2 separate regions of the Danio rerio genome follow, and region 2 is linked to region 1. The links are chromatin contacts, called in public HiChIP or PLAC-seq maps. All regions are on one chromosome and are shown on one strand. Each heading gives the region's core, a stretch centred on a gene start, on an enhancer-like site or on the middle of the called end of the contact. The rest is flanking DNA. Distances are from core to core; before and after follow the strand shown. Region 1 holds the start of celsr2 (cadherin, EGF LAG seven-pass G-type receptor 2). Region 2 holds the start of ccnd3 (cyclin D3).

What was found. HiChIP or PLAC-seq counts read pairs in DNA pulled down with a chosen protein or histone mark.
Region 2: an H3K4me3 HiChIP or PLAC-seq map of gastrula embryo shows a contact between it and region 1, with 2.8 times the contacts expected there. The contact joins the promoter of ccnd3 here to the promoter of celsr2 in region 1. A contact is called at or near these places in 2 of 18 Hi-C or Micro-C datasets (caudal fin and hematopoietic stem cells) and 1 of 4 datasets of contacts at active chromatin or transcription factors (gastrula embryo).

Annotation. Positions count from the first base shown.
Region 1 is chr22:425,699-429,408 of GRCz12tu, forward strand. celsr2 (cadherin, EGF LAG seven-pass G-type receptor 2) reads left to right here and starts at 1,303. Exons shown (of 32, transcript NM_001080577.1): 1 at 1,303-3,710. The coding sequence starts at 1,303.
Region 2 is chr22:562,681-565,995 of GRCz12tu, forward strand. ccnd3 (cyclin D3) reads right to left here and starts at 2,051. Exons shown (of 5, transcript NM_001006017.1): 1 at 1,676-2,051. The coding sequence starts at 1,897.

The sequences.
Region 1 (3,710 bases), core at 53-2,552:
AGTTTTCCAGAGCAGGTGCAGCAACTGATGGAGAAGCCTCAGGGCGAGCCTTTTCATACTAAACGCGCTGTGGTGAAATATTATACCCCACAGAAAACCACTCATTATTCATAACTAAAACGAGCTTTCTGTGAGCTAATGCTGGCGGGCATGCGCTGACGCGACCGAGACAGCAGAAGGCGCCAAAATAACATCAAACAACTCAAGTACATACATTGGTGTAAGCTATAGTGGGCTTAAAAAAAGATAACCATATAACTCAGATAAAATATGCAAAAGTTTTTCAGCACTATTGCAAAGCGAGTAAACTCAATTATTAAATGTGTAGAAAGCTTCATTCAAAACTACAGCGAGCCTTCTGAGGGGAGGCGGACATGCGCAGACACGCTCCAGACAGCAGAAGGCGCCAAAAGAAAACAGTTGGGAGTTTTGAAATCATTTACACATGACTGAAACTGCTGTCATAATTAGCATATCACACACACACACACACACACAAAACACACACACAAAACTCACACGCACAACACAGAACTGAAGCCCAAAACAAAAATTTTGCTCGAGTTTATTAAGGGTCATTTTAGTGTCAACGTGAGTGAAAATAAGGAAATCAACAAATATTTGTTTGGCAACTGCCCACATCAAGGTAAGTTTTATTATAGATTAAATCGCTTTATAATAACGTTATTTTCTACAATTTAATGTCATATTTTAACATTTTATCCCAGTGTGATTTTGAGATTTGATCTTTTGCACCTTTAACAGGGTGAATGAGCAGAGATTACAGTCAATCTATCAGTGAAATAAAACAAGCCACTGTTTATCTGACAGCCCGCTGAATATTCAGGGTTTCCGTTTACTCCGACATTCACTGATCACTTATAAATCAGCAACTTCAGGGCTGCTTCACAGAAAGGCAGATGTGTGTGTGTGTGTGTGTGTGTGTGTGTGTGTGTGTGTGTGTGTGTGTGTGTGTGTGTGTGTGTGTGTAAGAGAGAGACAGATAGAGTGTGTGTTTGTGTGGGGCAGTTGCCCTTTTAAGATCTGCCCCCAACTGCATCCACAGGACACCCCCCACCAGCACCCCCCCCCCCCCTCCTTTTTTTCTGTGTGTGTGAATCAGGTTTATGTTAATGATCCCCCTCCCCGGACTCGCTGTTTCTTTGGAGGTGTGTGTGAGTGAGTGAGTGAGTGTGTGTGCGCGTGACCGCAGTGCGTGGATCAGCATGGAGACTCCGCACGCCAAGTTTGAGGGGAAAAACTGGATTTAATTCATTCTCCGCGGAGCAGCAGCGAGGAGCGATGAAGGGGGATTTGTTGCTCTTTGTTTTCGGGTGTTTTGAGCTCGCGGGGCTCGTGGACTGTTTCTCCGTGCATGTGAGTGAGGATGCGGGACCGGGCACCGCGATCGCCGAGCTGCAGCGGGGCTCCTGCGCGCTGGACCAGCTCCTCCTGCCGCGCTTCGCGGAGACTTTCCTGCGCCCGGACGCGGGTGTGCTGACTCTCTCGAACGCTCCGAACTGCGATTCGGTTCTTTCGAACCCGTTCAGCGTGTACGCGGTCGTGGACTGTAAGGACGCGTCGGGTTTCAGACACCTTGTAACCAGCCGGTATGATGTGCACGTTCATGGAAAGAACTGCGCGAGCACGCGCAAACGGGAAAACAAGTTGGATGTGGAAATTATTAGTTTGACTGAGTCTTCAGAGTGCCGCGAGGCGCACAGCGCAGTTTTCCGGGTGTTTGATGTGTTACCGGGGAACCCGGCGCGCTGCAATGTAACCAGGACTTCAGCGTTTTACATGTCCGACGGATCTCTGTTTACTTCCGCTCGGCTCTGTTTCACCCGCGACTCTTTGCTGGAGTTTCAGATGCGCTGCGGGGGGCGCGCGGGCGCTGCGCATGCGCACTGGCGTGTGGGCCGCGGCCCGTTCACACAAACTCACCTGAGCAAGGTACTCAGACTGGCCGCGCGCTCAAACTCTGGGCTGCTGAGCAGGAGGAGGAGGAATGTCAACAATAACCCTCAGTTTCACCCGCCGATGTATCAGGTGTCTGTTCCAGAGAATCAGCCAGCTGGGACTTTTGTTGTTGTTTTAAAAGCAGTTGACCCGGATGAGGGTGAAGCCGGTAGGCTGGAATATGTCTTAGAGGCCCTGTTTGATAGTCGGTCCAACAATCTCTTTGCTGTTGACCCAGCGAGTGGAGTCGTGTCCACTGTGGAGATATTAGACAGAGAAACAAAAGACACACACGTGTTCAGGGTCACGGCAGTGGATCATGGAACACCGCGGCGTACGGCTATGGCCACCCTCACCGTAACAGTCAGCGACACAAATGATCACGACCCTGCCTTTGAGCAACAGGACTATAAAGAGAGCGTACGAGAAAACCTGGAGATCGGTTACGAGGTCCTGACTGTACGTGCAACAGATGGCGATGCTCCCATCAACGGAAACATCCTTTATCACTTGCTGAACAGCAACGGGACCAATGACGTGTTTGAGATTGATTCCCGCTCTGGGGTTATACGCACACGAGGCCTGGTGGACCGTGAAACGGTCGACTCCTACATGCTGATGGTTGAAGCGAACGATCAGGGACGAGATCCAGGCCCTCGCAGCGCTACAGCAACGGTCCACATCGTCGTGGAGGACGACAATGACAATGCGCCACAGTTCAGTGAAAAACGCTACATCGTTCAGGTTCCCGAAGACCTGACACCTAACACCGAGATCCTTCAGGTTACAGCGACTGACCAGGACCGCGGAAATAACGCCGTGGTTCATTTCAGCATCATGAGCGGGAACACGAGGGGTCAGTTCTACATCGACGCTCAGACAGGTAAGCTGGACCTGGTGAGCCAGCTGGACTATGAGATGAATAAAGAGTATACACTTCGCATTCGTGCACAAGATGGCGGGCGGCCTCCGCTCTCCAACATCAGCGGCCTCGTCACAGTGCAGGTGCTGGACATTAACGATAATGCACCGATATTTGTCAGCACTCCGTTCCAGGCGACAGTGTTGGAGAACGTTCCTGTGGGATATTCTGTCATCCACATTCAGGCCGTAGACGCTGACGCTGGAGATAATTCACGCTTGGAATATCGCCTCACAGAGACCACGGCCAACTTCCCGTTTACCATCAACAACAGCACCGGCTGGATCGTCGTAGCTGCAGAACTGGACAGGGAAACTGTGGACTTTTATAACTTCGGAGTGGAAGCGCGAGATCACGGAGCGCCAGCCATGTCTTCATCTGCTAGCATTAGCATGACCATTCTAGACGTCAATGACAACAACCCTGAGTTCACACAGAAGGCCTACTACATGCGTCTGAATGAAGACGCCGCTGTCGGAACAAGTGTGGTCACAGTGTCCGCAGTCGATCAGGATATTAACAGCGTGGTGACGTATCAGATCTCCAGCGGGAACACCAGAAACCGGTTCTCCATCACCAGTCAGAGCGGCGGAGGCCTGATTACGCTCGCTCTACCGCTGGACTACAAGCTGGAGAGACAGTACGTCCTCACGGTCACCGCGTCTGACGGCACACGCTTCGACACAGCTAAAGTTTACGTAAACGTCACAGACGCCAACACACACCGACCGGTCTTCCAGAGCTCGCATTACACCGTCAACATCAACGAGGACCGACCTGTGGGCACTACAGTAGTGATGATCAGCGCCACAGACGAGGATACGGGCGA
Region 2 (3,315 bases), core at 801-3,300, 140 kb after region 1:
TCCATTTCTGCTCACACATTCGGATGCTCGGCTCAACAACATGAAAGCATGGATCATCCTGCCTTGTATCAGCGGTTCAGGCTGGTGGTGGTGGTGTAATGGTGTGGGGGAGATTTTCTTTGGGTCCATTAGTACCAATTGAGCATCAACGCCACAGCCTACCTGAGTATTGCTGCTGACCATGTCCATCCCTTTATGAGCACAGTGTCTCCATCTTCTGATGGCTACTTCCAGCAGGATAACGCAGCATGTCATAAAGCTCAATCATCTCAGACTGGTGAACATGACGATGAGTTTACTGCACTCAAATGGCCTCCACAGTCACCAGAGCTCAATCCAATAGAGCAGCTTTGGGATGTGGTGGAACGGGAGATTGGCATCATGGATGTGCAGCCGACACATCTGCAGCAACTGTGTGATGCTATCATGACAATATGGAGCAAAACCTCTGAGGAATATCTCCAGCAGCTTGTTGAATCTACGACACCAAGGATTAAAGCAGATCTGAAGGCAAAACCCCCTTACTAGTAAGGTGTACCTAATAAAGTGGCCGGTGATTGTATACTACATCTCTAAATATAGATAAACCTTTTCTCAAATATACACATGCATGTGTGTATCTATATATACATAATAAATACACACAGTATACATTAAGTCAAATCTAATTTTTATCTTAGATATGAATCATCACGATAAATCTTTGCCCAACGCTAACTTTTCACAAATGTTTTCTGCCATATTCCAGTTTTGCGCAGTTTGTTGATAGATTCTGGCGATTGCGTGAGAGGGGTCTGGATGCAGACCTGGTGCAGATGCAATCTGAGCTGCAGCCAATGCTTTTTAAATCGCTTACCTAACCCCACCCTCACAGTGACGTCACTAGCTCCATTGAGTGCATTGTGTCTGACATTGCATCTCTGAGTAATGCAATCTCAGCTTGAGTCATAAAGGCTGCATCCAGATACTGTTGGATTGCATCACCCACTAATGTCAATAAAGTGACCGGACTACATTTACCGAGATCTGTTTGAGCAGGCTGTGTATTAAAGCAAAATAATATTGTCAGTAATGTTCAGTTTCTTATTCGGAGCGATCGATTCACTTCACAAGAGCTCAGTCGTCAGGAGTCACGGCTATCGATTAGTGCTGCGTCCCAATTCCCATACCATCCTTTCTAAACAGCATTCAAAGATAGCATTAGTAGGATAGCATTACTACTATTTCCAAAGTGTGAAACGTAGAAGCTTCTGTACTCAAACCACTAGTTTTACCCATAATATATTGTACATTAGACGTGCATTTGATTAGAACTACAAATGTAAAAGTGTAAACAAACTACAAAGATGGCGGACGCACAAGATCAACCGTCAACTCGTCAAGTGATGACGATGAAGTGATTGATTAATTATGACTAATAATTAGTATTTAGCCAACTGGAACATATTTAAATCATGTTGTCTGTGTTATATTTCATCTACAGCAACAACGTGAACTTCTATAGAGACATGTTTAACACGTCTCATAACAGCAACATAACGGTCCATTAATGAGGAAGTAGTTTGTCTCAAAGTTTGCAAACTCTTCTGTTACGCACTTAAATGATTTATATTCTTCACAAAACAGTATACTTCTAATTTTTTGGGTGAACTGTCCCTTTAAACGCTGTTCTCACCTGCAGCATCCAGCCGGTGAGGATCTTGCGCATGCGCAGCAGCTCTTCGCTCTCGGCGCCGGCTATGTGTTTTCCGCTGATGTTCGGCTTCTCCAGGCTCAGCAGGTTCTGTAGGACTCGGGTGTCCCGGGTTAGAACCGCGTCTCTGAAGGCCCGAATCGGCGCGCTCTTCACCGGGGAACTCGAGTTCAGATCGGCGCGCTCGTGACAGAACAACTCCATCACCAAATACTCCACAGTCAGTCACAAGTGCGACGCGAGGTTGTGTTCAATTAGCGCTCAACACACTTACACTCTGTTACACCACGTTAACCGGAATTCATACGTGGATTTGCATGTTTTATTGGTAATTCAGCGACGCATCGTCGCGAGCAGAAGCGAGCCTCGTGCCCGCGCTCACGAGAGTCCGAACGAACCATGTGACGTCACTTCGCGCCTTAATTAAAATTAATTTACGTAATTTATTTTGTTACTACATCTGTCTTTTCTTATTAATTCTGAACTGTTTGTCCTCATAATTAATAAAAATTAATAAAACTCATTTCTGATAAAATTAAGTTAGTTTAACAAAAAATAATAAAAAAAGACAAAACTACAAAGAGGTCCTAGATAAAAAACAATCCTCGTGGAAAAGTTTAGTTTGTTGGGTGAGATGGTCAAATAAATAAAATTATCACGTTCACTTCAGGATTATTACAAATGAGAAAAATACACTTGTACAGATGTGTTTTTACCAATAATGAATTCCTCCAGTTGTTGTTAATTGCAAGACAACACTACTGGGGCACGGCCCCCTCAAACACACCCATATCGTTTTATTTAATTTTATTTAATAATACAAAAAATATTTGATAATTATGAATAAACGTATCTATTAAATACATGTTATTATTATAATACAATTATTATTCAAAATTATTAAAAGAAATCAATCATTAATAGCTGGAAAAAATGGTAAAGACAAAACTGGAGAGATATGCTAAGATCATTTAAAAAATATTTGTATGAATATTAATTTTAGTAGAATGAAATACTATACAATACAAAAAATACGTTTTACAGAATTATGTTGTCTCTCGACACATCAGGTTTAGTAAGTTTCATCATCCCTCCTTTCTGCTTCATGTGAAAAAAATATCTATCAAGAGCCATGCTGTTAAAATAGGATCATCGTCATCAGATTACCATTTAAACTTTAGTTTTGTCGACTTGCAAAACTCACAGCGTGCCGACAACTCTGCATTGACGGCTGTGATGCCGGTTTCACAACGCATGAGCGGCGAATACTTTCAGCATACATGTCAACATCCGGGACTCGCAGAGCAAGGAGATGTGTGTGGAGCACGCAAGTAGGGTTTTCAGCACGCATGCATCAGTTCGCTTTTTGATTAAACGACATTACTTTCACCAGTGTTAGTTCGATTGCACATAGAGAATAACGTCTCTATTCCGGGTTTACCACTCTTGATAAATACACCTGCATATAAAGTAAATCGTATCATTTACTGGGGCACTTGTGAATGGGGTCTGGCGACGTCCCTGCTTTAACCTCTTTAAAAATAATATAATGTTGTCACATAATTTTTAAACACAGTAGTGTTTGCGTTTTTAAAGGGTCACGAAACACCAGAGCACATGTT